Linked DNA regions of Mus musculus: regions 2, 3, 4 and 5 are each linked to region 1. A link is a contact called in public Hi-C, HiChIP or PLAC-seq and Micro-C data. All regions are on one chromosome and are shown on one strand. The core of a region is the stretch at or near the end of the contact, and the rest is flanking DNA. Distances in the headings are between cores, read along the strand shown.

What was found. HiChIP or PLAC-seq counts read pairs in DNA pulled down with a chosen protein or histone mark. A called contact is a pair of places that touch in the nucleus more often than the background predicts.
Region 2: a contact with region 1 is called in a Micro-C map of embryonic fibroblasts, with 4 times the contacts expected there. The contact joins the enhancer-like site here to the promoter of Emx2 in region 1. A contact is called at or near these places in 3 of 39 promoter capture datasets (hippocampal neurons, liver and pre-B cells), 1 of 15 datasets of contacts at CTCF or cohesin (the NIH/3T3 cell line), 4 of 484 Hi-C or Micro-C datasets (embryonic fibroblasts, neural progenitor cells and uterus), 12 of 115 datasets of contacts at active chromatin or transcription factors (the NIH/3T3 cell line, astrocytes, craniofacial prominence and 8 more) and 3 of 9 other capture datasets (adipose tissue, embryonic tail and liver).
Region 3: a CTCF HiChIP or PLAC-seq map of the NIH/3T3 cell line shows a contact between it and region 1, with 6 read pairs. The contact joins the enhancer-like site here to the promoter of Emx2 in region 1. A contact is called at or near these places in 3 of 39 promoter capture datasets (hippocampal neurons, liver and pre-B cells), 1 of 15 datasets of contacts at CTCF or cohesin (the NIH/3T3 cell line), 4 of 484 Hi-C or Micro-C datasets (cortical neurons and uterus), 9 of 115 datasets of contacts at active chromatin or transcription factors (the NIH/3T3 cell line, astrocytes, craniofacial prominence and 6 more) and 2 of 9 other capture datasets (embryonic trunk and pancreatic islet).
Region 4: a CTCF HiChIP or PLAC-seq map of the NIH/3T3 cell line shows a contact between it and region 1, with 6 read pairs. The contact joins the enhancer-like site here to the promoter of Emx2 in region 1. A contact is called at or near these places in 5 of 39 promoter capture datasets (the 3T3-L1 cell line, embryonic stem cells, hippocampal neurons and 2 more), 1 of 15 datasets of contacts at CTCF or cohesin (the NIH/3T3 cell line), 2 of 484 Hi-C or Micro-C datasets (adipose-derived mesenchymal stem cells and tail fibroblasts), 10 of 115 datasets of contacts at active chromatin or transcription factors (the NIH/3T3 cell line, craniofacial prominence, embryonic basal ganglia and 7 more) and 3 of 9 other capture datasets (adipose tissue, embryonic tail and liver).
Region 5: a Hi-C map of cortical neurons shows a contact between it and region 1, with 2.9 times the contacts expected there. The contact joins the enhancer-like site here to the promoter of Emx2 in region 1. A contact is called at or near these places in 6 of 39 promoter capture datasets (hippocampal neurons, liver, maxillary cranial neural crest and 2 more), 2 of 15 datasets of contacts at CTCF or cohesin (large pre-B cells and pro-B cells), 31 of 484 Hi-C or Micro-C datasets (the C2C12 cell line, MC3T3-E1-derived osteoblasts, the N1E-115 cell line and 15 more), 15 of 115 datasets of contacts at active chromatin or transcription factors (the NIH/3T3 cell line, astrocytes, craniofacial prominence and 10 more) and 3 of 9 other capture datasets (adipose tissue, embryonic tail and pancreatic islet).

Annotation. Positions count from the first base shown.
Region 1 is chr19:59,455,424-59,461,082 of GRCm38.p6, forward strand. Emx2 (empty spiracles homeobox 2) reads left to right here and starts at 3,267. Exons shown (of 3, transcript NM_010132.2): 1 at 3,267-4,201. The coding sequence starts at 3,793. It also overlaps Emx2os.
Region 2 is chr19:59,860,568-59,866,324 of GRCm38.p6, forward strand. No RefSeq gene overlaps it. Among named protein-coding and RNA genes, the nearest start is that of Gm46660, 30 kb to the right of the region's middle. Within about 2 kb of position 2,069, at least 15 of the 459 cell types and tissues checked have an H3K27ac peak or open chromatin away from gene starts, as enhancers often do. A contact at or near this core is called in embryonic fibroblasts, where this site is marked.
Region 3 is chr19:59,841,364-59,846,905 of GRCm38.p6, forward strand. No RefSeq gene overlaps it. Among named protein-coding and RNA genes, the nearest start is that of Gm46662, 21 kb to the left of the region's middle. Within about 2 kb of position 3,083, at least 40 of the 459 cell types and tissues checked have an H3K27ac peak or open chromatin away from gene starts, as enhancers often do. A contact at or near this core is called in the NIH/3T3 cell line, where this site is marked.
Region 4 is chr19:59,885,461-59,890,818 of GRCm38.p6, forward strand. Gm46660 (a long non-coding RNA gene) reads right to left here. Exons shown (of 2, transcript XR_001782703.2): 1 at 4,045-5,358; 2 at 1-221. Among named protein-coding and RNA genes, the nearest start is that of Gm46660, 5.1 kb to the right of the region's middle. Within about 2 kb of position 3,666, at least 15 of the 459 cell types and tissues checked have an H3K27ac peak or open chromatin away from gene starts, as enhancers often do. A contact at or near this core is called in the NIH/3T3 cell line, adipose-derived mesenchymal stem cells and tail fibroblasts, where this site is marked.
Region 5 is chr19:59,737,149-59,743,070 of GRCm38.p6, forward strand. No RefSeq gene overlaps it. Among named protein-coding and RNA genes, the nearest start is that of Gm41878, 33 kb to the left of the region's middle. Within about 2 kb of position 2,858, at least 3 of the 459 cell types and tissues checked have an H3K27ac peak or open chromatin away from gene starts, as enhancers often do. A contact at or near this core is called in cortical neurons, where this site is marked.

The DNA of each region.
Region 1 (5,659 bases), core at 2,017-4,516:
ACCTTTACTCCACTAAATAACTGTTTGATCATACGGCCATACAGAAACTCAATGGCCACTGCTCCTGTCTGCTTTCTAGACTGTACGGGCTGCATTTTTACATATGACAAAATGAGGTCAGGAGAGACTGAGGTGTTGACGCTGGTCTTTCAGTAAGAGACAAATGCATTATTAGAACATTCACATGTGTCTTCTAGTCCTCTGCAAAAACCATGGTGCCCAATCCCCCAGTGACTTGGAGTGCACACTGGGCAAAGAGAATCAGCCCAGCTGTGTGTACAGGTACTTAACCAAACAGTGGCTTCTTGGGTCCTTAAGGAACCTAGGACTAGAATTCTGCTAGGCCATCTATGAGCTCTGGGTCTCAAGCTGGACTTGAATGCCCGGAGCCCTGGTGCGCCTCTGCTGGTCAGTGTGGTTAATAAGTTACTCTCTAGTTAATTCCTCTACACGCTGAGGAGACCAGATTCTTCCGGGGCACCTCTGGGCTGGGAGCATGAATTAGCATAGATTATTTGGCATCTATGGCTTCTGCACCCAGCCTGACTCACCGGAAACCCGCTTTTCTTCTTCAGTGGAGGTTGAGCGAGAAGGGGCAGAGCCTCCTTGGGTTCATGTACTTGACTGCCAAATGCTCCTGCTGCTCTTGAGCACTGGCTACCTGCAGGGCACCCAGAGACCACCTCGGGTCGGCAATCTAATGGTAGAAGGGAACTTTGCAAGAGGCTGGTGGCTTGCTGAGGATCATGAAACTGGTGATATGCCCCTGCCTCATGCAAGAGACTGGAGGCCCTTGTCTGAAGCTAGGTGCTCATTCCCTCAAGACATTTCCCCAGTACACCCTGGTACAGAGAGGTGAGGGATCAAGTAAGTCCCACCAACATATGGGAGTTTCAATCAAATCTTCCAAACAGGTCTGGATTCCTTGCCGCTCAAAGTCAATGGCTGTGATACCCACAGCCAAGCGTACTAATGCTAATGATGCTAATGCTGGGGGAGGTATTTGGTTCTGAGTGAAGAGTTTAGTGGTCCTAATTTGTAGTCACAGCATTGCAGACCCATTCAAGACAAGACTCACCTTCTCACCCTCCTCCAGAGTATCTGCAGTGTGACCAAGTGGAAGCGTTTGTTTCTAGCGTTTGTTTCTAGAAGCCCTAGCTCCTCTGAATCTTGCTTGACTAGGCATGGCCCAAGACTTCCGCCCTTCTTTGGGCTCCAGTCTTCAGAGGCACAGCCTCTATTTCCACAACCCAGATGAAACTAGGGAGAGATTTCTCAGCTATATTTGGGGTCTGGTTCAGGAATGAGGAGAATGTGGCCTCAAATGCATACCCTTTTTTATAGGGCTGAATCTAATGCCCATAATCTCTGAACTTGCCCCCAAAAAGGGACAAAGAAAGAAGGCCATCTAGAATAGAAGGTGAAATGATCTGAAGTCTAAGGCAAGGGCAGATTTATACCACGAGGAGAGCAAAGCTGAGGTGGAAACACTTTTCTCAACTCCCATTCTACCTAGGGGCTCCCTTGAGCTTCTGCCTTCTCACATGAACGCTATACAAGAAACGCACACAACCTGAACAGCAGTAGAGGAAAAACAAAACAACAACAAAAAAATCAAAACAAAAAAAAAACCCCAAGAAACCAAACAGGAGACCTCTCCTTATTATTATTATTGCCGGGACTACCTGGAGCGTCCTAAGACCCAGACCCTTGGTGGAATCAGGTGGCTTTCATAGTCCCTCTAGAGGACTTCACGTCTGTCTTCTCCAGATCTGCTTCTCCCGGGTCTCAGGCAACCTAGCCACCAAGCACAGATATTTTATCCCTCTTAGGATAAATGGCTTCGACCTGGGAGTAACAGATTTAAAGGACGCCAGAAAAAAATTATCATTAATTGTAAAATACCTGCTGGTACTTCACTTTAGAAGAATGTAATTGGCAAAGGGTGTGTGTGTGGGGGGGGGGAGGCGGCTGATGAATAGATAATAGATCTTTAACCACCAATAAACAGAGAGCAGCGCCAGCAGGCTGGGGGGATGTGATCATAATTATGCCTCAGCGTGAGCCAATGGGGACGAGAGAAGTCGGCCCTAAAATCATCCCAAAACCGAAGGCAAGCTCGAAAATGCGGACAGGGCCTAGGACCGGAGACACAATCCTAAGTGCCAGGTTGCGAAACCTGGATTTGTAGAGCAACCCAGCCCTGGGACAACAGATGTCAGAATAAAAATAGGTACAGTAATAATAGCAATAATGGGAACAGTGTCAACGCCACTAAGGACAATGGAACGATAACACAGTCATAACTTCAGCTTCTGACCTAGGACCCAAGACTCCTTTCCCAAATAACCCCACATTTCCCAGAAAGAGCTGTTTTGGGGACAGAAGTGACCACCCTCCAGAAAGGATAAGCAGAAACTCTTGGGTGCAAGCTGGAAGTCCACTGCCACGGTACAGGCGCAGCTGGCCCCTCAGGTTTGAACTTAAAAAAACGAACCAGCCGGGTCAAAGACTGCAAACGCGTGGACCCTGGAACCTCGAAGCTACGCTTGGTTGGAGGGGTGGGAGGACCCCCCCCCTCGAGCGCCTAGGAAACCTCGGGAGTTTTGCTGGGGGTGGGGATTGGTAGGAGTGAAGCGGGTTAGCCCTTGCCCGGAACCAGTCCCCGCCCGCTTACCCTCGCCGGGCGCCCGAAGCCATCTCAGTGACCCGGGCGCGGGCCTCCAGGGGACAACCGCAGCGGAGCTTAGGGTGTGAAGAAATCTGCGTGTCCGTCCGTGATTCAGTCCCATCAGCTCCAGCGCCGCAGGCTTAGGATCCAGGGGTCCGCAGCAAAGGCAGCGCAGCCCCGAGACTCTGCAGGGACCCGGGTGCCCCGGTGGGAGTGGTGTGGGTGCAGTAGGAGGCGGTGGCTGAGGGGGAGGAGGAGGGGGAAAGAGGAGGAGGAGGAAGAGGAGGAGGAGAGGAACGAGGAAGAGGAGGAGAAGAGGGAAGCGGAGGAGGCGAAGGAGGAGGAGAGAAGCCGCAGCGGGCGCCGCAGGAGCGAGGGAGCTAGCCCGGAGCGCAGGGCGAAGACACCAAGAGGTCGGCGGCCGGGCGGGCGGCTGGAGGCACAGCCGGGGCAGTAGCGCCGACTCCGTTCCATTCTGGGCCCGGATCCAGGCCTCCGGGTTCCCAGGCGTTCGCCTCCCTCTGACGCACTTTAAAGAGTCTCCCCCCTTCCACCTCAGGGCGAGTAATAGCGACCAATCATCAAGCCATTTACCAGGCTTCGGAGGAAGCTGTTTATGTGATCCCCGCACTAATTAGGCTCATGAACTAACAAATCGTTTGCACTACTAGTGAAGAAGCGAACACTTCCATGGATTGTCCTTGGACTTAGGGCGCCCTGCCCGCCTTTTGCAAAGGAGAGAAAACTTTTTTTTTGCCTCCCCGAAAACCCCCTCCCTGCCTCTAACTCCAATCTCCCCCCCCCCCACGCCACCTCGCTCAAAAAAATATTACCCCAATCCACGCCTGCAAATTCTTCTGGAAGGATTTTCCCCCCTCTCTCCAGGTTGGGCGCGTTTGGTGCAAGATTCTCGGGATCTTCGGCTTTGCCTCTCCTCCCCCTCCCCCTCCTTTCCTTTTTCCTTTCCTTTCTTCCTTCCTTCCTTTCCTTACCCCCACCCCCACCCCAAACAAACGAGTCCCCCATTCTCCTCGGTCCTCGCCGCGGGCAGCGGGCGGCGGAGGCAGCGCGCCGCGGTCGCCGGGAGCAGGGAGCCCAGCGCGCCCGCTCCTCGGCGCAGCATGTTTCAGCCGGCGCCCAAGCGCTGCTTCACCATCGAGTCGCTGGTGGCCAAGGACAGTCCCCTGCCTGCCTCGCGCTCCGAGGATCCCATCCGTCCCGCGGCACTCAGCTACGCCAATTCCAGTCCCATAAATCCGTTCCTCAACGGCTTCCACTCGGCCGCCGCCGCCGCCGCCGCCGGCAGGGGCGTCTACTCCAACCCGGACTTGGTGTTCGCCGAGGCGGTCTCGCACCCGCCCAACCCCGCCGTGCCGGTGCACCCGGTGCCGCCGCCGCACGCCCTGGCCGCCCACCCCCTGCCCTCCTCGCATTCGCCACACCCCCTCTTCGCCTCGCAGCAGCGGGACCCGTCCACCTTCTACCCCTGGCTCATCCACCGCTACCGATATCTGGGTCATCGCTTCCAAGGTACGTGCCACGTCGCGGAACTGAAGCACGCCGCTCCGGTCGCCTCCTTCATTGCGCCCGGCCTGCTCCGGGTGGGCGCTCCTCGAGGCCTGGACGGGCGGAGGTCAGCCCGGGTTCTTGGTTCTGAAACTGGGCAGCTAGGGGCCCGAGAGGCTTTGGTCCCCAGTCTCTGAAGCTCGTTTGGGTTACTGGCTTGCCCACTCCTTGACCCTTTGTAAAAGGGTGCAAACGAGGTGTCCCGTGGTTCGGGCCGGGGTCGGGCTGGCTGGGACACGATGCTGGGCGACGAAGCCCGCTGTCAAGAAGCTCTGAGCCCGCGAGGTCTTTGAATCCTGTTTCCCTGGACCGTGTTCCCGGCCGGTCTATCACTCAGGGACTCGGACAGGGCCACATGGCCAGGTTCACTGGACTTCAACTCTGCTCTACACTCACTCTATGTCCCCCCAGCCCAGACCCGCAACTTCTAGGTCTTCAACCCCTTTAAGGAGACAAGGAGACCTTGGAAACCTCAGAGCAAACTGTTTCCTTCCTCCTGCTCTGGAGGCCCAGGGAGGGGCGGGAAGAGAGCGAATAGAAACCTCCACAGCTCCACTAGTTCTCTCAGCGACCTGTTTAACCCGGGCACCCGCTGGACGTGGCGGGAAGTCGGGTTCCGTTTGGTCTTTGGTTGCTGATTTTTGTTTTTGTTTTTGTTCTTCCTGAGAGAAAGAAAGAAAGAAAGAAATTAAGAAAGAAATTTAAGAAAAGAAAAGAGAAAATCCAGTCGAGAGAAGGCCCGACAAGGGAAGATCTGTTTGGATATCTTCATTTTTTTCCCCGATTTAGTAATTTTGTATGCTTCTGGGTTGGGGTTGGTAAGAAAGTTAAAACTTTAGGAAAAGGGTTCGAATTAGTTTGCCGACTGCAGTCCATAAAAGACCTACCTCCGCCGGGCGCGATCGATAACGACGGGCTTTTCCATTCAATAACACTTCGCATTCCTGTCAGTCTAGACTCGGGTGTATGCCAGCTCGCCATTTTATATATTTATATATTATTTTAAAACACCCCAACAAAACAAACAAATAAACAAAAACCCAAACCAAAGTAAAACACCTTTTCCCTTAGCTCAGCACTGAATTTGCCTTCACTCCCGCTGAGACTACCGGCTGTTTTTGGGTGGTGGTGGTGGTAAATACATTCACTTCCTTTAATACGGGAAGCCAAAATACCCAAGCCTAGCTTTCAAAGTTTAGAGCTCAGCTTCCCCATTCTTTGCCAGTCCCATTCTTGGTCGCCTGGCCATATCACGGACAGCTTGGATCTTCGCCCGACCATCTCGGCGAGTACCCTCAACTCGATCCCCGCGAGGCTCCAGTCCCTTCACTCTCCTCTCCTAGCTCTCTGCAACCAGGGACCTCTAGAACCGGGTACTCTGGAAGCAACGGCCTTAGACACTGGGCATACTTGCCTCGAGAT
Region 2 (5,757 bases), core at 819-3,318, 400 kb after region 1:
TTTCTTACAGCTCTCATTTCTACACTGACCTTCCTTCCTCCCAAGGGCACCACTATCCCTTACGTTTCCACCCTGTCTAATAAAATAATCACAAATATTTTGAATGCCCACATTGACAGATGGAATTAGAGCATTCCATGCTCACAATGGCCCGGTCTCAGGGTGAAGAGCAGCGTTGCCTGCTTCCCTGCTTCCATTTTTAACTCCCAACCAACCAAAACATGAGTGTTTATCTTTTAAGCCTGAAGGGCTGGGGCATCTGATTGACCCCACTTGGGAGACAGACTGTGGAGAATGAATGGGCCATTCTATTTTGACTGAGACACAATTGCCTTGAACTTGTGAGGAGTTCAGGTGTGGGGTTCCAGCTACCTGGGGCAGCTGCTGGAATGTGATGGTCTGCACCCTCCAGATCACGCATCTGCCAGGCCACAGCCCTTGTAGGGCCCAGCTCCATTTCACGGGAATAGCTTACCTATTCATGAACAATGAGGGTCAGATTGTACTTTTCCTTAACACAACATTAACTCTCAAAGAGCTGGAAATTCAGCCCTGGTCCTGTGAGCTTAGACTCCAAATCAGTCACTGAGAACATTATATGAGCGGTAATCCCATTAAATATATCATCTTGCAAATATCTAAATCCAGTTAATTAACTTGTATTGCAAAAAAAAGCTCAGCAATAGAGTTTTCAGAGAACAGCCACACATTTTAGGGGCCTAATTATACTTAAAAACAAATTTGGGGCTCTACATTTTTGCACAAAGTAGGAGGGGAACTATCTGCTTGGGGAGTAAATGAGTGTGTTGGATTTAGCTTATGGGACTTGCACAGCAGACAAGATATTCAAAGATCTCAAAAATGAACTGATGTCTTACACGTACTTTTTTACTTGCATTGTGGGAGATTTTTTTCTTTAATAAAAGGATTAAACAAAGTCTGCTATTTTAATTAAAATTCATAGCAATACACTGTCATCTTTACAATGGTCACAGAAATTAAGCAGCTCCTGGATTTAGCTACCTTCAGAGTTCAAAATCAAGTGACTTTAGCATGCTCCAACCCCCCTCTCCATGTATGGATTGTAAATTCATCATAGAAGGGCTTAAAAATAAAAATAATGACTCTACTTAATAAAAATCCCCACTAATGGATTAGAAATGTTGCATAGTGGTTTGATTAGGGAGCTGTAAAATCAAATCTTTACCTAGAATGTGATGTGACTAGTGTGTATTTTGGAGAAAGGGAGACAGAGAGAGGGGAGATGTGGGTTTGGAGGCAAACTGCAGACAATTCCCTGGCTACACTTGCCTCACCCCACAGTGACACTAGATCTTCATTCTTATTTGTTAGCAATATCAATCCCCTCAATACAATCTTTTCGTTATGCCTCACAAAAAAATCCACACCCTTGAAGTGTGAAATTCAAGACCGATTTATTTTACAATAGTTGAAATTGTGGTTTCTCTAGGCTATTGTTCAACACAGACCAAAAAGAATCACCATAAAGAATAAGAATAGTTTAAATATAAATAGTGCTATTCTTTCAAATAGTTCACATTCTTCTCTTACATGTAAATCCATTTATATGTATGAAGAGAATATGTGAAATAAAATCTTTTTTTGAAATCTCAGTGCCAACTGAAGTCTGGGGCAGATACAGTTTTTCAAAGATGTCAACAGGATTGGATTTATTCTCACTGAAATCCATGACCCCATTTGGGGCATTGTGGTTCATTGTTCTGAAGAATAAAGTCCTGAAAATATTCTGAGACTTTTTCTAACATTATCATTTGAGCTCTCCAAATGTCACCAACACAAAACATACCATCCTTATTAGAAAAATATGTCTTATTGGGCATTTATACCAAAACAGTTTTGAGGAGCTTGTACTTAGAAGCAGACAGGCAGGCTTGGAGAACAAAGAATTCCATTGATAGCCAGTCTTCTTCAGATACATTTATCTAGAGTCCACAGAAATTACAAATATCTAACTCCAGACATACAGGCTTGGTCAGGAGGTTCTGCATATCATAGGCAGGAATGGCTGAGTGTCTAGTAATTTCAGGAATGTGTACACTCACCTTACTGAGACTTCAGCTTGGGGGTTGGGGAAATGGTTCAGTGGGTAAACTGCTTACTATGTGAACTTGAGGACTTGAGGTCAGACTCTCCAATGCCCATGTAAAGGCCAGGCAGATACAGCAGTCTGCTTTACATAAGTCTGCTTTATGTAAGACAGGACCCTTAGCTGGCTAGCTGAATCAGACAGCTTTGAATTCAATGAGAGACCTTGCTTCAGTATATAAGATGGACTGAGGTGAGGATGAATCCTTGTGTCGAGTCTCAGGCCTCAATATGCAAGTGCCCACATATGCGTAATATGGATGTGCACACAAAAGACTTAGCAACTACATCATCAATCGTTTCCCAAAGCTTGCAGTGCACTTTGTGATATCTAACATTAGAAACGAATCAGCAAATACCCACTTTGCCTCCTAACAGCTCTGTGCACTGAGACACAACTATTTGTTTCCTTTATTGGTGGTGGGGGAGCAATTGTTTGCTTGTTTGAGACAGAATCTCTCCATGTAGTCCTGGAACTCAGGACTCAGGACCATGTAGATCAGGATGGTGTCAAACACAGAGAGAGCCACCATCTCTGCTTCCCAAATACTGGGATTAAAGGCCTGCACCACCATGTCCAGCCATAAAGGCCTGAGCCACAGTGACCTTCCAATCATTTTTTCCATTTAACAGCTAAGAAACACAGAGCTTAAACATGTTCACTCAAAGCCATGGATATAATGAGTTATGAAGCTGGGATTCAACTCCAGGCTATCAGACTCCCAAATCCAAGTTTTTCGTGAAAAAGCTCCACTGTTTTGCAAACACAGTGCCCTATAGCCAGTGTCTTAGCTCTTGCACCCTCACTCTGGAATTATTAATACTGAAGTCCTGCTGGTTGATAACAGGTCTCCTATAGAGGCTGACATATCCTATGAAACAGTATGCCCACTGGCACTGAACTGGTGGTACTCAACTCTGAACAGGAATGGTACAAATGACTCTTCTGGTTGATGTAGGATGCACTCACAGTTTGTCAGTAGCAAGTGCTTGAGTTATACTCTGAGGACTTAGGTTGGACTGAGTCTGGTGAAAGGGTTAACCATCTCCCAGGCTTCCTTTCTTCCCTATCCTGGGTCATGTTATCTAAAAGCAAGGCTCCCTGCACCACTGCTAACCCAGGATGTATCCTAATGACAGTATAATTAGAAGTATCATTGTGGTAATGATTCTTTTCATCTGAAACACAGGCTCACAAAAGGGGGTTCTCATTCAGCTAAACCCCCCCCCCTCCACCCATCCTTGAGTTTTCCTGACTGAAGGTCAGCATCACAGGGTTAATACCAGGTGTTTGACAAGTCCTCAGACTCAGGACTCATCAGACTAATTAAAGAGAAACACATCCAAAGTCTAGTGAATTATTTTACCTTTTAAATGCTTCCCATTCATCGGCATGGTGGGTTTGCTTAATGAAGACAACAATGGGCCCCTTGTTCCTGTGACCTATAGCCACTTGGTTCGGGTTCAGTGGGCCCAGGGAGAGGCATCTACGCCTTAACCTGGTCTTTCTTTCCTACTTAAAAATCCAAAGAGCAGAGAAGCTTCTGATTTCTATCAGACCCGTCAAGGCAGGAAAAGAAAGACAGAAACCAACTCCATGCACCGAGTTGATGTAGCCAGAACTTATTTGTTAGACTTAAATGCTCTCGGAGACGTCCATTGTTCATTCGCCACATATAGAATAATTCGAGATATTAGGGAAGCAACCCAGACACCAAGACACTTTCCAATCCCTAAAACCAAGAAAGTCCAGAAACCTGTCCCTTTTTAAGAAAGCTTTTGTAGTACACTGAAGCTCAGGGCTCTCCCAGGGTGTCCCTATCTCAGCCCCTCCCCTAGTATCCCCCTTGGAAATGAAGGAGGATATTGAGAATATCTGGGGCTGGATGTGAAAAAGAAATTAGAGTTTTGGATTCTTTACAGGAGTGATTATTCTCTTAAGTAAAAAAAAAAAAATTCTTTCTCAAGTGCCAAGTACATCTTAGATGGAGTTGCTCTCTGCAAGAGCAAAATGACACATACGTATAATTAACTAGGTAAATTTGGAGGAAAAATCGAGCATTTAGGACAAACTTAGATTAAGATGCGTGTGCTCCTGACATGTTAAAAAGAAAATCCAATAGACAACGGTACTAACAAAGTTAATATATTTAACAAACCACAGCTGTTTAAGATGTGGCTTTTAATAATGTTAACCAAATTCATTGTGAGATTACAGTTTTAAAACTCATAAGCCATAAATAAATAGCACCTCTAAGGCTCAAAATCTTAAAATCCAAATTATTCAATGTAATATCTTCTCATTTGGTATAGAGATATTAAATGACATCTTAGCCCTACAGTTCAAATTATGGAAGCATTTGAACATCACACTGAAGAACCACCATTGTTTATTAGACTAAAATTTAAATGAGCTAGTTTCTTTCAGAAAGTTTCTCTCACATTCTTAAACTTATGTTTATGGGCTCAGTGTTGGTGCTTTAAACTTTCCTGGAAGCCCGCCCCCGCTTTTTTTTTGCCTCCTCTTTGCAGGCTAAATGTTGATCAGGTCTGGGCAGTACCACCTCACCAACTCTTTGTACCTGTGACAGTTTATTGTTTCTAGGTTGAAAGTTATTAGATTTCATAAGAAAGTCCACATTCAAATGATTTTCTTGTTTATCAGAATCGAAGAGAAGCTGAATAGCCAGTTAAGTGGGGTCCCTTCAGGAATCGCTTCCTTCAGTGCATTGAGACACACTAACTCCATGACAGACAAAAAACGTGGTATTGTTGTTGTTAACCCATTATCACAAACATTAAGAAGTATACATTGCAGCAGAGTAAACAGCATTCAGCAAATTCCCTAACCTCCAGGTAAACAAAGCTGGGCAGTTTTCTACACACTAGGACTTTCCCCCTATGTCAACCTGCCCTGTTTGCCTAAGAAAACAGAAAGTGCACTCTGTTACAAACTAATTTGCAGCATCTTTCATTTTTGCTGGCCCAATGGCATCTTTTTAAAAATGAAGTTTATGACAAACATGGAGCACCTCGTTTCTCTGCGATTTCATCTGTGCCAAATGAGAAAGATATTTTGGGGGAAAAAAATCATGATTTCCAAATTCACCAATATGTGAAAGGTTCACAGTATCAAAAGAACAAGGGCTGTTCTGAAAGCCAGCTGAATCTCATGCAGTTGGTTTTAGCATCATTAATCAATGCACAGGGGCTCTTCTGAAAACCAGAACAATTTGAAACTGGAAAGAAAATAACCCAAGTTAATAAAGGTCTTTCTTTAAAAGAAAAAACAAACAAACAAACCAAAAACCCTGACTACTATCTTAGAAAGTCCACTAAAGAAGGTGAAATATAGCAGGTAGACTTTTTCAATTTAATGTGAACACTGATGTAGAGCTGACCTGAGGGCTCCAGGTTCACCTGGAGTTACTCTGAAATCCTTGCTTATTTCTTGCTCAACAGGATAGACACAAGTCATGTGAAATGTCAAGTTCTGTGTGGCTGCATTTTCATGCTTATTATTTAAAGTCAAGAACTAGATTTAATGCATGGGCTTTCACATGGTAATATTGAAATTAAATTCATTTGTGAGTGGGGTCTAAGACACAATAGGAAGGCCATTATTAAAAA
Region 3 (5,542 bases), core at 1,833-4,332, 390 kb after region 1:
GTTCTATAAGAGAGCAGGCTGAGCAAGCCAGGGAAGCAAGCCAGTAAAGAACATCCCTTCATGGCCTCTGTATCAGCTCCTGCTCCCTGACCTGCTTGAGTTCCAGTCCTGACTTCTTTCAGTGATGAACAGCAATGGGGAAATGTAAGCTGAATAAACCCTTTCCTCCCCAACTTGCTTCTTGGTCATAATGTTTGTGCAGGAATAGAAACCCTGACTAAGACAATATCTCTTATTTTCGTTTGACTTTGGAAATACTAATTAGTGGAACTATGGCAGCCAGATAATTAAACAGCACAGGAGTTGGGGTGAAAAAGGATGGACAGGTGGAAATGTCATTTGTATAAAATTAGACAACACATAATTCATTCATCTAGCCTTTAAAAATGCTCATTATGGAAATTTTAACATGCATTTAAACATAAAGAGGTATAAGGAACCTTGGATATTAAAACTATCAATATTTTGCTAGTCTTAATAATCTACAACACTTTGCTTTTTTCTTATTCATCTTAAAATAAACCTCTTATGGATAGATAGATAGATAGATAGATAGATAGATAGATAGATAGATAGATAGATAGATAGAGATATGTAGATATATGCCCTTATAACGTAATGATAACCTGACATCAAATAATTTAATATCATTAATACAATCCATGTTTATTATTTCCAAAGGTAAGCTAAAGTTGGCTCTAAGACTTGGACAAAGCAAAACCCCTAGGCTCTGTTGGTGATCATGGCTCTCAAAGTGTTTCATTGTCTCAAACATTGATTCATGAAGCAGCTCTAGCACTTTTGAAGATACAAAATCTGCTGAGCTTGCCTTGACAGCTGCTATTCAGCAGTTTCAGATTGGGTCTCAGCTATGACCACCAAGTTTTTTTCCTGAGTATGAATTCCAGTTTTAATTTTGGGTTTTCACTAATTTCATTAAAAAATTTTTGTGACTACCTTGTTTTATACTTTAATTGTGTTTTTGCTTGTATGCCTGTGTCTATATGTGTGCATATGTTTGTAGGTGCATTGCACACATGTGTACATGCACATGAAGAACAGAAAACAACCTCAGGTATCATCCATAGGAACACTGTCTACTTCCTTGAATCCCAGAGATCTGTGAGTGTTCATCCTCAGCTCTCACTTACACCTAGCTTTTTATGTGGGTTCTAGGAATCAATTTCTGGTCTCATGCTTCCAGGCAAGCAATATACTGGCAGAGCTATTTCACGAGCCCTTTGGAATTTACCTCAAATTCCAAAATTTTATAGGTAAGTTGAATCACATTAATAATCATTTGGGGTGCTGAAGCCATCCAGAAATTAAATCCCATAGTCTAAACATCATCTACAGTATATAATCCACCAGGTCATGGAGTGCTGATCAGGTATTGAGGAAAGTGCTTAGAACAGCATCTAGCATATGGTAGGGCCATCAGAATGCTGGCATAGCCCTGGTTGGGGAGACTGAGGCAACAGAGTGTGTCTTTTGTGTTATGATTGGGAAAATCAAACCCATCAAGAATAGTGATGAAATTCTAACATTTAACAGATAGGCATGAATTTATCAGTGTTTGTTTTAAAGTTTCAGTGAACCCAATATATATATACATACATATATATATTTGTGAGGGAGCCAAAAGTCTCACTGAATTTTCACGTCATTTATTGAAGATCTTTGTGTAATACTAAGCAGAAAAATACAATAACTGAAAATGGCTAATATAAAATTTCAGAAACTCTTGTTTCTTTTTTGCAAGGACTGGGGAGTTTCCAAACCATCTATATTTGCCAAGGGATTTATACTGGTGAATGAAAAGGGAAATTGTCCTTGTCCTCATAAAGAGATTTATAAGGGCATTTTCTCTCAAGATTTATATGTAAGGTATACATATAACAGTTCAAGTTTAATTTAAAAGAAAGAACAATGAACTCTTATTAGTTTAATAAGTTGTCCATTGGCTCTTGCTATGTGTATGACCTTCATCTACATTTTTTGGGGAGTGAAAAATTTGAGAGGCTGTTTGTACTCTCACAGAACTGAAGATACTGAACGAGGCTATAAACCGTCCTGAGACCACCAGGTCCTGAATGATGAGTAGTCAGATAATCAAGGCTAAAGGAACTCCATGGTGTACGTTACACTGACCTACCATTCCTGACTCTCTGTCAACTCACTGCAATAAGTTGATCTCAAATGAAGGACCTCCCCATCCTAATGTTCTTTCTCCAGTCAGTCGCCTTCTTCAGATGGGAAATCAGACTCTCCCATGTGACTCCCAAGGCACTTTACCATCAGCACCATCTCCCAGTGTCCTCCTGGCAGCATTAAACTGACTTGTAATTTTGAATAATTGACTTAGACGCCTCAGTTTAATTATCTAAAGAGTGAGGGTAAAAACAGTCCACTCTTGTTAGTGATGAGACATTTACAATGTATCTGCTATGTGGTTACTAAACAGCCCACGCTTATTGGTGATAAGTCATCCACAATGTATCTACTGTGTGGTTACTAAACAGTCTACTCTTGTTGGTGACAAGTCACCCACAATGTATCTACTGTGTGATTACTTGTGCCCTCCATTCAGTAGCCAATTAATTACTTCTATCTGACTTTATTGACCCTTCTCCTGCCTGTACCAAGACTGAAAAGCATAACTCCAGATAAGAACACCAAGAGGAATAAAAACACTAGGAGGAATCCACCCTTGACGAAACAAAGCAGATGACCAAAATGAACTAAGGGAACAAGATAGAGGCTGACTTCTGAACTAACACTGAGTAGCAATGTATAAGATTATGTTAAGCCCCAGGGTCTGCTTCTCTACTTCTCTGAGCTATTTCTCCTTCCTTTCTCTTCTTCTTCTTCCTTCTCTCCCTCTCGGCCCTTCCTCTCCCCCTTACTCCTCTTCCTCCTCTCCCTCTTGCCCAGTTTGGTTCTTCTCCTCCTCTACTCTCCTCCTTTACACATGGGGTCATTTAAGGCTTCTCAGACTAGACTTACACAGTAAACCATGATTCAGATCTTGACTCAGGCTGTCGAGAGCCATTGACATTGACACTTGACTCATACATGATTTCATAACAGTTATTTGATCCCAGAAGCATTTGCAAGGCGTGGCTACTTGAGTGCTATCAGGCCCAGACCAGCACAGTGCAAATATTTCCACCCACTCCTCCATACTATGAGTCTGCAGGTAAGAGGCAGAAAGGTTGAAGATCTGACAGGTTGAGCAGGCATAAGCAATGGCAGCGATATCTGCTGAGTGGTTTCTGTGCTTGGAGAATGTATCCATTTCCCCCTCATACCCCCAAATCCACCACTGGTCCCATCATCATGTATTCTATGAACAACAATCAGACATCAAAACATTCTGGGTAGCTTCTCTCTGTGGTCTGACTTCCCAAGACCTCTTTATTGAAATAGCCAACACACACTCAGACTCAAGATTCTTCTTTCTATATGACAAAGGCCACAAATAACTGAACCCTGGAGAACAGTGGCACCTGCCTGTAGTTGGATAAGATGCCTGGATTTGGATTGATATCGAGAGGATTCAGTGTGAGTGAGTGTGTGTGTTGTGTATTCATGTTTGTATGGAGACATGTGTACATATGTACATGTGTGAGAGATTAGAGGTCAACCTCAGATGTTCTTCAGGCATCTCCTATCTTTTGTTTGGGTCAGGATCTCTCCAAGCCTCACCACAGAGGCTAGACAAGCTGGCTAGCAAGCTCTAGAGATCCACCAGTCTCTGCCTCCCATCTCACCATCTCTGGAATTACAAGTGTTCACCACTGCACACTGCTTTTTATGTAGGTTTCTGGGATCAAGCTGAGGTACTCATTCTTATAAAGCAAGCATGTCACCCAATGAGCTAGCTCTTCAGCCTCAAGGGAGTCTGTGTTATAGAAAGAACCACAGTTCTGTGGGCCTCAGTCTTCTTGCTCCCCTTTCGAAGTTATTTTCATCTCACATGGAGTCCAGTCACTCTATGGAAATTACAAGAGTGGAGTAGGCTTTGTTCAATGAGCAGCATCTTTTATTTTTATCTAGTCCATATTTCAACAAGGACCCTGGCTTCAGAGATTGTTTTCTTTAAAATAATAAGTGTCTTTCTACAGTAAACTCCACAGCTGCCATTTTTTCAAGAATCTAGCATGTGTCCTGTCTAGAACTAAGAAGCCTAAATTATGGTATTTAAGGTCAAGGGCAGGATAATTAATTATATTAATATGATATTAATATTTATTATGTTACATATTTTTAATTAATTTATTTTTTATTTTATATGCATTGGTATGACAGTGTTGGATCCCAGAGTTACAGACAACTTTGAGCTGCCATGCTGGGAGTTGAACCTGAGTTCTCTAGAAGAACAATCAGTGCTCTTAACTACTGAGCCATATCTCCAGTCCCTTACCATGTTATATTGATATCAACATTTTACAAATGATAAAGTCAAGTTAGTAGATATAAAGAACAGCTATCTGGGAGGAGTAGAGAACTCTAATCATTCTATTAGCTCCCTTCAAAGATTTATTCTGAGAACACCCATGCTCTTGCAAAACATACAAGGCCTGGTTTCCCCAACCAGGCATTTCTGCAGCTGTCATTTGCTCCCTCATATGACATATGAAGATCTCTGGGTTGCCAGATCATGCATCACTTGATCCCCCATTTCTGCCTTTTGTTATGTGAGGTAATATATCTACAAAGGTCCATTATGAAGAGTCAAAAGGTAGGGGTGTCTTTAGAGCATGGTTTCAAGACTGCCTATCACAGTGAGATTATACTTGCTCTTAAACCAGTTTCAGAAAACAAAAGAAACTCCCAAATTCCTGAACGTGTCTCCTAAATTGATGTCTGTGCCTTAATGGCCTACAGGTTTCTAGTATCTCATGCATGCACAAGAGGGACAGAGGGGGGGGGAGAGGGGGGCTCACTGAGTCACTGGCCTGTGGTATATGCCTAGAGAGTATCAAATCAGGGTCGAGCTCCAAGATGTGTGTCCTGGAGAAATGAAAGCAGCTCTTGGAAGGGACTGCTGTGCTGATTCCAGAACCAATACTGGATTCTCTCGTTGGAAGGACAGGGAGACAGAATGGTTTGCTTGATGCTGTAAGGCCTTCTACTTTCCCCGCCCTGCTGCATCTGCTGTGTCTATTCTGTTCTGCTGCGTCTCCTTCTACTTGCCTTGATGCACTGGAAACGGAGCCATGGGCCTCTGCCTCTCTCATCAGCCTCTCCTCAATGCTCACTTCCTAGTGCCTGTTCGGTCTCACGGATCTGCATAGCCTTTTGGTACCAGCCTCTAGATTCATTCCTTGGATTTTTTTTTATTCGCAGAACCCCTCCTGAGAGTCAGACCATGCCTCAGTTCAGGTGCCTGGATCGTTTGCGACATGATCCCTCTGTAATTGTGATGTGCCTGGGCTTGTGCTTTCTGTATGATTAATCGAGTTATGACCTCAGCAGCACAGACCTATTCCAAATTTTATAAGATGCCTGGGAGTTTCATGATATTCAAGGGGAAGGT
Region 4 (5,358 bases), core at 2,416-4,915, 430 kb after region 1:
GTGAATAATATAGCCAACATGGATTTGTGCCCACTCATCTCTAGGACAGAATTCTCTAGAAGTCTTCTGGATTGGTTCTTGCATAACACAGAGCCAGCTCTTCCTTCTGCCATCCCTGTGGAGTTTGACTCCATTAAGCTTCTTTTCTTCATTGGTTCCTTGTTGCTTCACTAAAAGCAGTCAACAGTCCTGTGGCGTTCCTGAAGAGCATCTAGAAGTGACTTTGAAAAGCAGTGTGCTCCATAAGAAGCTGTGGGCCAGATCAGTGTAACCCACACCTTTCCTCCCCGCCTCCTAGGCTGTCTGAGCACTTACCATCTAGTCAGCATGAAGATCAAACAGGACTCTGACAAAAGCACACCCATGGAAAAGGAGTCGGGATGGTGGGGTTAACAGAGGGAATTCAGCTCATCCACTACAGTTATTTGGAAAGTGGCGATGTATCCACCTGATCTGTTCAACAGGAGCTTTGGCTATCATCTTGTCACCTTTGTATTATCCATTATGAGTCTCTACCAGGTATTATGCATCTCCCTGAACCCCTTAACGTATCAAGAGAAAATATATGCAAGCTCGTGTGTGTGTCTGTGTGTGTGTGTGTGTGTGTGTGTGTGTGTGTGTGTGTGTGTGTGTGTGTGAGTGAGAGAGAGAGAGAGAGAGTGAGTTGGGGGAGGTAGCCACATTTGAAATAGAGATTTTGAATTTGCTTTGTCTGGCTCTTGCCATACTGTTGTTTTTCCATTCGTGGCTCTTCCTCATATTCTTATATCACATGCATATTCATTCCCTAATATCCTCATTTCTGTCCACTCCCATCTTATGCAACCACTGAGGCATGTCTGGGTGATCTTTCATTGTGTTTGTGTTCTAGGAAAATGCAGAGTTTTATTCGATATCATGGCCCACTTATATACCCAGTGCTGCTGCATAGATGCTATCCTGTTCCATGCTGGGAAAGGGTTGTGCTTATGTTTTCTCCTAAGTCCACATTACTGTATGTGTATCTGTCCTGTGACCATCAGACAGGACAAAGCATTTATGACACATGCACTCTATATTTCATCTGACAGTGAGCCCTGCTGTGGCAGTCCTGGATACTGTCAGAGATTCCCATGGACACATTGTGAAAGATACAGTTGCCAACCTCAAAGGCATGCTCACTAGATTCATCACTGTGTATACACAGTATATACACAATGTATACACAGTATACGCTGTCCTTCGGCTCTCTAGTACTGAAGAAGGTCCCTAGACTCCTACATGCCACCAACACTGGACATCACCTGGCTTTCATTCTACAAATCTAACTTAGTACCTCCTGGAATATCACAACTGTTTTTCTTGAAACCCTCAGATTTTAAGATTATGTTGTGCTTATCCTCAAATCTGCAAAGCACTTGGAGTACTCACTGCATAAATGACTCATTACACAAAAAGGCAGAGCCAACAAAGGTGCTTGGGGGAAGATTAAGCCACTGATTCTTATGACTTCCACCTATAGACTGTCAAGGAAGGAAGGAGGGGACCTGTTTTTCACTGTAGTCCTTTATAGATTCAACTTACTGTTCTAACCATTAGACTACATTTCCTGATAGGGGATAGGAAGACATACTTATCAGCAGGGTGTTTTGTCAAGTACAGAAATGAAAGCTACATAAAGAGAAATGTAATGCACAGCTTATAGAGTGAAATTTCCCAAATGACCTCTCTCATGTGTGTGTGTGTGCATGCACATGTACATGCTTGTACACCCATGTGCATGTATGTGTGTGGTTTAAGCATATCCATGTACTTGTGTGTGTGTAGAAGTACTGTGAACATCACTGGCTACCTTCGGTATGTCTTCCTCAAACCTTCTGAACCTTATTTTTTGAAATAGTTTCTCATCGCTGAACCTGCAACTTGCCATTTTGGCTAGGCCAACTAGCTATTGAGTTCCAGAGAGGATCTTTCTCTGTCTCCTCAGTCCTGGAGTTAGAGATACTCACAGCCATGCATAGCGTTCTACATGGGTGATAAGCTATGAACTCAAGCACTTTGCCTACTGGCCCAAAACAACATTTTTTTTTTTAAGAAAACACCACTGCTCCAGTTTGAGACAAAGAACAATGAGGACACAGACAAGTTACTCTAATTGAACAAAAGAATAAATTAGATTATCTGGACCAGAGTCTTGACAAACACTGCTGTATCACCCCAAAAGTGCCTTCCTCCTTTTCAGCACACCGTAATTAATCCCCCAAATACTTAGGTGCTTAGAAAAATTTCTCCCTGAAGCAGCAGAAGTGATTATCATGAATGATAAGTAAATGTGTCAGCATTAGTGCACTAAAGTAAGTCCCATCAATCTACACAGAGACATGCCTCAGGCTGGGTGGACACAGCAGCTGCTCTGAAGAGTGGCCTGGGTGTGTGTCATCCTCTTTTCTCTGCTAACATTACAAGTATATTATGTGTAATCTAATATTTGCCAAGCATCGAAAACTGCTTTTGATTGAATGAATTTACTGAAAAGCTTCATGGATGTAAACAGTCATTGGTGAGAAAAGATTGATTCCTATAATAGGATCCAGCTGTAACTTGCCTTGAGCATGGTCCAAATTCTTTAGGGGAACCTTTGGCTTTTTTTTTCCCCTGCCAGTGTAGTTGAAAATGATATGCTATAGGTCTATTTTTTTTTTTTTTGGTGGGGAAAACTTGTTTAAACACATTCAGAATGCCGCTCCTGTTTTTATTGAAGCTAATCCTCCTGTTTTCCCTTGTTAAGAAAGCTTAAATATAAACACAATCAAATTTGTTCTGTGTGAGCTGGTAAAGCCCACTGCCTGACGATAATAGAAAGTGGACTAAAATAGCTTTCCCTAAACTTATACCAGAGAGGTAGTGCTATTTATTTGTAAGGCAGAATAATGGCACTGCAGACATCAAAGGATTCTGTGCACAATTAAAATTAATAACATTAATTGCAGATGCCTACATTCCATGTTCCCAGGACAGAGACCTAGTGGTACCTACTCCACAGATGGTCTCCTTTCCAGTGAATGGAATAAATAGGGCTTCCTGGGGGCCAATATTGATTGCTTATTATTATGAAAATTTTGCAGCCACATTGAATAACATCCCATTCTTCCCATTCTGGGAGGATCAACTGGTTGGAAGCAAAACTATCTACTTTATTGAAGGTAAAACCAAATTAGTGGGCATTGACACTTCATGCACTAGAAATGGGCTTCTCCATCCTTTTCCCTAAGTTAGAGGGAACTAAACTGGTCTCCACAGTCATCCATAGCTCTAGCCAACTAGAAAAGCCCTCACACAAGTCTTTGCAACTCACAGTGTTGCTTAGGCATCTCAGAATACAGAATGCAGAATGCAGAAACACCTCCCTCAAAGAGGATCAAGTGCTTTAGAGTTAAGGTCCCAGCCTGCCAATCCAGTGAGCTGTACCCACTGAGGCTGGGCAGAGCTAGACTGTCCCCAGAGCTTTCTCTTCTGGAAAACAGAAAGGAAACTGATGGTCTTCTATGGAAATACACAGCCACAGAATTAAGTATCAGAGGAGAGGAATGTGATTTCAAAATCATATCTTACTATCGTATTATTGTGCCTTACTAGAGTTAGAATTTGAAAATTTATTCTTGGTGTAGTAATCAGAGGAAAAACTGAGGGTAAATACCTAACACTGGTATTCATCACACAGCTTAGCGCCAGGTCTCAAGTGTGCCTTCTATGCAAACTGTCATTGTCCAAGTAATTGCTGGCTCATACTTTATATGTCTGCATTTTTGGTCTCTTCACAATCATCTGATGTGCCTTCTTAGTAAATGGTTGCTAGGGAGACTCATTCTCTACTTGGGCAACTATTTAAATTGGGAGACTTCTTGAATGACCTTAATTGGTTAGAGAGAGAAATCCCTGTTGTAATGTGCCTCCTCTTCTGTGTTAGCTTCAGAATCACCCGGATGTGTGGCAAACATTAAACAAACCATCACTTTGATTTGGTGATCCGCACTCACATCAAAGGTACCATCATCAAACACTTACCAGAGGGAGGTGATGAAACCCATTGTGCCTCTGCAGTGCACAAGGTGGACAGTGGGTAGGGTGTCCTGGGGTGTCTGCACAAGGCTCCTTAGAGAGATAAAGGAGGAAAACTCTGGGTGCTGCCGCATGGCAGTTGATAATCAGTGGAGGTCTTGGGTTCAGATCAGTTTTCTCAGCTCAAAACCGAAACTACTAGAATTGGGAAACATGGAAAAACCAGTTTTTATGATTGATGGTTTTGATTTATTTTATTTTGAGGCAGGGTATCATGGCCCTGGAATGGCTTCTCTCTTGTTAAGTAGTTGAGAATGACCTGTGACCTCTGATTCTTTTGCCTCTGCTCTCATGGGCTGCTGATCACCACTACATTGGGTATATGCAATGCTGGGTGTTGAACCCAGGAATTCTTGCATCCTAGGCAAACACTGCCAAGTGAGTTACATCCCCAGTCCCTGAAAAGTACTTTTTAAAAAAATGCAAATGAATACTATAAAACCCTAGACCACTGTATTTTGTAATGTGTTTTAAGGCTATGGGAGAGTCCAGCTGACTTTCCCTTTCTATCAAATCAGGAAACAGATGCAAAAAATTGTTTAGTGATTGAATCAAACTTATGTATGTAGTCCTCTCTGCCTCTCAAACTCTGGAAAATTATGGAGAACATGCAAGATTAAAAGAGGAGTGAGTGTGCTGGCTGGTTTTGTGTGTCAATCTAACACAAGCTGGAATTATCACAGAGAAAGGAGCCTCCCTTGAGGAAATGCCTCCATGAGATCCAGCTGTAAAACATTTTCTCAATTAGTGATCAAGGAGGAAGGGCCCAGGCCATTGTAGGTGGTGCCATCCCTGGGCAGTAGTCCTGGTTCTGTAAGAAAGCAAGCTGAGCAAGCCAGGGGAAGCAATCCAGCAAGCAGCACTCCTCCATAGCCTCTGTATCAGCTCCCACCTCCAAGTTCCTGCCCTATGTGAGTTCCTGTCCTGACTTCCTTTGGTGATGAACAGCAATATGAAAGTGTAAGCTGAATAAACCCTTTCCTCCCTGACTTGCTTCTTGGTCATGATGTAACCATATATACAAACCCTGACTAAGACAAGGAGGTTAGTGGGGATGCCACTTAGTGGCCTGCCCTTTGCACATTGGCCACCTGGAGGAGGGACCATGTTCTGTAATCAGCTGAAGACACAGTTCCTCCCATGCCACTTCTGCATCATGAAGTCAACCAACATTGGATTGAAAATTTTCTTTATCTGTACTGCACGTCTAGATGTTCTTTTTTTCCCTCTCATCATTATTCCCTTCATAATGTAGGACAG
Region 5 (5,922 bases), core at 1,608-4,107, 280 kb after region 1:
CAAACTACTATATAGGCTAGGATGTCCTGGAATTCCTCTTGCCTCTCTAGAGTGCTAGGATTATAAGTGGGCATCATTACATTCAGGTTTATGTAGTGCTGTGGATTGAACTCAGTTTTTTTCCGAGTGCTAGGCAAGCACTTTACCAACCAAGCCATATCTGCTGCCCACCCCCAAACACAATTCTAAGTTGCATTCTATGTGGGACTCCTCAGGACACCCTACTGGGGCACTCCCTAGTTGTCATAGGAGGAAGCTAGAGGACTTACCCACTGATTTTGTACCTTAAGACCTCAGGGATGCTGTAACCATCAGACTCCAGGTGTACCTCTCAATACAAGGGTAGGACATCTTTTGGAACACAGCTCCATCTCCCACTGCGCCCTCCCACAGTTCAGTACCATTTAAAATTCAGCCCCTGTCCTTGGCAAACCCCTCTGAGCAGAAACAATCCCATCGTTCTCTTCCCTCTTGCAAAGGTGTTTAAGATATCTAAATATTTCAAAGGTGTCTACGAGGATTGGATTGTTTCTTAGTGATGGCTTGATGAATAAATGATGCCCTAATTTCAGTTTAATTATTGTCTAATGCTCTCTAATTCATTTCAGATTGGTGTTTAACTTCTTTCTAACTTGACAACCTTTCTGGAAAACCTGCTCCCCAAAGCCGAATCTCCTTCTCCGGGAAAATAGATTAGCTTTCTCTGGATTTCAATGAAAGAAGAAGGGTCCTTCAAATCCCTAATATTTTTGTCAGTGTAAATTTAAACTCATCTCAAAACACTTCTTCAAAAACATGTCTGAAAGCAAGAGAGGGATTCCTAGCTTGCAGTCTGCCAAGTTCAAGCGTGGAACAGATTTTTATGGTTGAATCATAAGCCCCTGAAAATAGGTTTATTATGGAAGTGTGAACACACAACTACAGCCCATAGCAACCCAGATAGCCTTGTTATCATAATGCTGCGACCCCCTTCTTTGTTCTCAGTTAGAAATGCAAGACACCTGTCCTGGCCTTTTGTTATTAGATGTCAGAGCCAGTCAGGAGCCTGTTTAGAAAGATGCCCAGTCTTAAGTAATCCTCGAATTGCAGGGAGTTCAAGGTCCTCATCTCGGGAATGAATTCATCATTCATAGAACAAATACATGGTCGCAACAGACAAGCCCTGGTGGTGGGGAGATATGGGAGACTGTCAGGGGGCACAATGTTAGCTGTGACTGTGTAAGTTGCCAGATATGGAGTAAGTTCCTATGCAGGCAGATGGTCAGGTGTCCATTCTCCATGCCAACATCTGGGCTGAAGCTGGAAAAAAAGAGGAGGGATATGAGCCCGGGGCACTGCTATGAATCCAAAGTTTAAGTGTTCTGCATTCTTTTGACATCAGAATTTTTTTCCCCCTAAGAAGTTACATGCTTATTTTCTAGTGCTTTTTTTCCCCCTACAAAGTAAAGCATTTGGAATTCTATTGCATGGTATTCACACAGTTTCCATAACAGACTTAAAATTATCCTCAGCTGGAGGAAAAAAAAATCCGAGTTTCTGATTGGCTGCAGAAGTCGGTCCCACGGAGAGAGCCTGCTCAGTGAGGTTTGGCCAGGCTGCCTAAACACGTGCTGAATGCACTCTGACAGAGGAATGTTTGACATCGGCCAACTCAATATAGTCTACTATCAGTGAGCCAGAAACCTACTAACTAGAACACTCAATTAATTAGACTCTGGTTTTCCTCTTTCACATCTTGCCTAGAACTCCGGCCCAGGGACTCGCAAGAGCATAGAACGCTTGGTATTTATTAAATGCTACTGTGTGTCACACACTTTTATAAGGACTTTTTGTGCATGAATACATAGACTCCTCGTAACCCTGTAGGAAGCCACTATTATTCTCCCAAATGTACCGAAAGGTCAGAACTGTTCATGGCTCTGTCTCTGTGGGATGACCTCCCTCAGTTTGTAACCCAGCTCTGCACTGAGCAGCTGGGTGGACTTAGGCAAGTTTTCTTAGGCACCCTGCACTTCAGCTGTCACCAAGATACCATTTCTCTAAAGTTCGGTTAACAGTGTGAAATTATAGTTAAGGGTGTTGGAGATAAAAATCTCTCCTTCATGACAGGAACATTGTCAAATGCACTTTAAAATAATCTTTTTACAGCATATTATCCATGAGTTTATGCTGAGACATTATTTTAAAAAATGCTGCACATACTTCTAAGGGGACTGTTCTCTGGGGTGGAAATAAGGGATGAAAGCAAAAAGAGAGCAGGAGAGAGCACTGGAAGGACCATGCAACCCTGATCCTCTTTGAGACTGAAGACAACCTAGACAGAAACAGAGACAAGGCAAGAAAAGAGTGAGCAATGGACACCCCAGGGATAGCCTTCCAATATTCTGACCCAGCCCTGTCTGAACCAGGTTTAACTTCTTTTTACTTCATAGTTCTATGACGACCCATAAACTTTTCTTATTTTTCCTTTTTTGGGCCCTGACTAGTTTGTGTAGGCAACTGTGATAATAAATAGAAAGAAATTCAGTCTTGAACAATAAGCCCTTCATCTCATTTCATATGTATCTTCCCACAATTTAGACATGATTGAAGAATTAACAACCGTATCCATCCACCCACCAATCTATCCATCCATCCTCCACAGATCACTTATCTGGTGTCAGAGACAGAAAGAACCAGAATGTATGACACACACATCCCTCCCTTTGGAGATGCAGACATATTTAGCAGAACCGAAGCCTCCTGCAGCCCTCAGGAAGACTAATTGGAAATGTAATGTCACGGATGAAGTGATGCCTCTTTAGGGACAGTTTCTTAAACATCTCCATGTACCAACTGTCTACAGTTTCTTAAAATAGTGTAGAGGCGGCTGCAGAGATGGCTCAGCAGTTAGGAGCGGTTGTGGCTCTTTCAGGGGGACCGTAGGTTTAGTTCCCAGAATCCACATGCTGACTCACAACTATTTGCATCTTTAGTTTTGTCTGCACATATGTATACGTGCTACATGTGTGCCCGGTGCACTTGCAGGTCAGAAGAGGGCACTGGAACTCCAGTTTCAGGAGAGCTCATGCTTTCTTCTGGCCTTCCAGGACACCAGCCATGAATGAGGCTGCATGCATATGAGCATGTCCATGCAAATGAGCAAAACACTCATACACATAAAATAAATAAATCTTTAAACTTGTAAAGCTAGTGTATAGCTTATATTTTAAATTTAAGAATTCCTGGTGGCCCCTACTTAATCTTCATTGTGCTGCATATAGATAGACCAAGGCAGTCAAAAGAGGGAGAAGAAGAAGAAAAAGGAAGAAGAGGAGGAGGAGGAGGAGGAGAATTCTTGCTGTTTCCTGTACCCATGCCCCCTTAACTGAGTGAAGCCACATAGTTCTGAAGGAATGACTTCTCAAATTTAGGCTCCCTTTGGGTGTGCACATCTTCTGAACTGCCCCCGAAAGACTTCTGACTGAGGTTGGAAAGAACTGTTGAGGGCTCAGTATTTCAACAATTCAGAACTCTTCCCCTTGTCAGCTACCACAGACAGGGATCGGGCTCCTAGTGGGATGGAGGAAAGCTTTCTGGAGAGTTTCTAACAGAGACCCTTCAAACATTCCCAGCAAGTGGGCCTTTAAACACAGGTAGAGAGCCATCCTGGAAAGGATGTCATTTAAAATACACGTTTAAAAGACTTGAGAGGAGTCTGGCTTGTCCAGCTGGTAAATTACTTTCCAGCCAATCTCTCTCTGCTAAGAGGTACCCAAATCTTATCTTACAAACAACCGAGTATAGTGTAAACTTACTAAGACTGCATCTTTGATTTGTTTCCATTCGAAATGACTGTGGGCTTATTATCTATTTTGCAAATAAGCTCCGAGAAACCTCTCCTGCGAAATATCATTTGGTAACAAGGTGATTTGATTTGCGGCTCCCATGGAGCACAATAGCCATCAAAGGAAATGCCACATTGGAATCTTTTGAGCTGTACCCATGAAGTGTTCAAAGAAACACCAAATGTGGTGAAAAAGAAACTGTACACAGCCAGGAGAGGCGGCGTGCAAACCCTTGGTTGATGTTCACATGATAAGCAGCTTATAGGCCTTTGTGTTTTAGTGCGGTGGGTTGTAAATAATATTAGCTGTATCCCAAGTGTATGAGTTATTTATAAAACACAGATCAAAAATTAGATGACTTTAAAAAAAGCGTAATACTTTTTAGTCTTGGACCGCAAATAGGCATCCCTTTACCGTGTGTTCATCATCTATTAAGGAATACCTTCTCTTTCTTATAGCAACAGAAGTGTGTGTTCACAATTGGAATGGTGGTATCAACCATGGGTTCTGGGTGCAAGAGAGTAGAGAAGACTTCAATTGTGATGGTTGCCAATCATGTCAGAGAAGGGAGACAGAGTACACACTGGGAGTAGAACAGAGCAAAGCTATGCTGCCTCTTGTTTTTTTCACTCAGTCTTCCCCTCCCTGGCCTTTCCCCAATGATACTGATTCCAATCTCCAGTGATCTGGGAAAGAATCATTTCTCCTCAGAGTCAGAGTCACTGTGGTGAAGTCAAAATAGTGAAATGATCTCCCCTGGTCTCTGGTAATCATGTGGCATGACATGTGCTATCTTTTGACTTTGAGCAGCCTGGTATTTGGAGTCTCTAAAGTAGTGTTTCTCAATCTTCACTGTGTGGGAGAGCCTTGGTCAGTGCAAATTCTGTGTCAGCGGATGCAGAGTGAACACTTAGCAAACAATAAGGCTGATGCCACTGTGGTCCCTGACTTCATCCTGAGTCTTAAGAGCTGCAAAGAGCATTGAATGTTGGTGTTCAAGATAACGAAAGGCGGGACCTGGAGCATAGTGTGTGTGTGTGTGTGTGTGTGTGTGTGTGTGTGTGTGTGTGTGTGTGTGTGTGTGGCTGTGTGCATGTGTGGCTGTGTGTGTATGTGCATGTGTGTGTGTGTGTGTGTGTGTGTGTGTGTGTGTGTGTGTCTGTGTGGCTGTGTGCATGTGTGGCTGTGTGTGTATGTGCATGTGTGTCTGTTTGTGTGTCTCTGTGCATCTGTGTGTGTATATACCTGTGTGTTTCTCTATGTCTGTGTTTCTCTGTCTGTATGTGTGTGTGCATCTGTATGTCTGTCTGTGTGCACTGGTGTGTGTGTCTGTCCATCTGTGTGTGTGCATATGTGTGTGTGTGTGTGTGTGTGTGTGTGAGAGAGAGAGAGAGAGAGAGAGAGAGAGAGAGAGAGAGAGAGAGAGAGAGAGAGAGAGAGAGAGAGCAAGCAGATGTGGTAAGAATAACCTCCTATGTATTGGTCAGTTCTAAGTCACTTCACACACTTGTTCCAATAAATAGCCTTGACATAGTTAGAACACTTTGAGACCCCCAAAGAGTGCTGGGCTCTGTGAGATACCATCTGTATTAGCACAACTTGATTTAGAGATGTGAAACAGGAAGTTTTTTTGCCTAAGGTCACCAAGCTAGTAAGAGAAACCGTGTGTTTTGCACACAGTCTGCTAGGATCAGACTGAATGACTTAACCACAAGTCTATAGTCCCTCTGAGAATGTTTTAGAGTCTTTGCACTCTAAAGAGCTTCAGATATGTCTGTCACTATTCCCACAATGCCCTCCATCACCTTTTGTCTAACTGGCTATTTGGCCCACATTCCTCTGGGAAGCTTCTGTGAATCTTGCCCCACAGAAGTGAGCTGTGCTCTGCTTTTCTCATAGTGGCTTTCCTTCGCTGGCCTGGTCAAAGTCTTCAATGATTATGAGTGCTGGCTTGTTTCCTGTCTGTCTCCTTCATGAAACTGAAAGTTATTCAAAGCTGGGGATGGAAAAAAAAAACCTCTTAATTTGATTTATGTTTTAGCATTATCAATGGACTCTGTAGTCTCCTGGCTGTGGCTGACAGACAGACCAACTG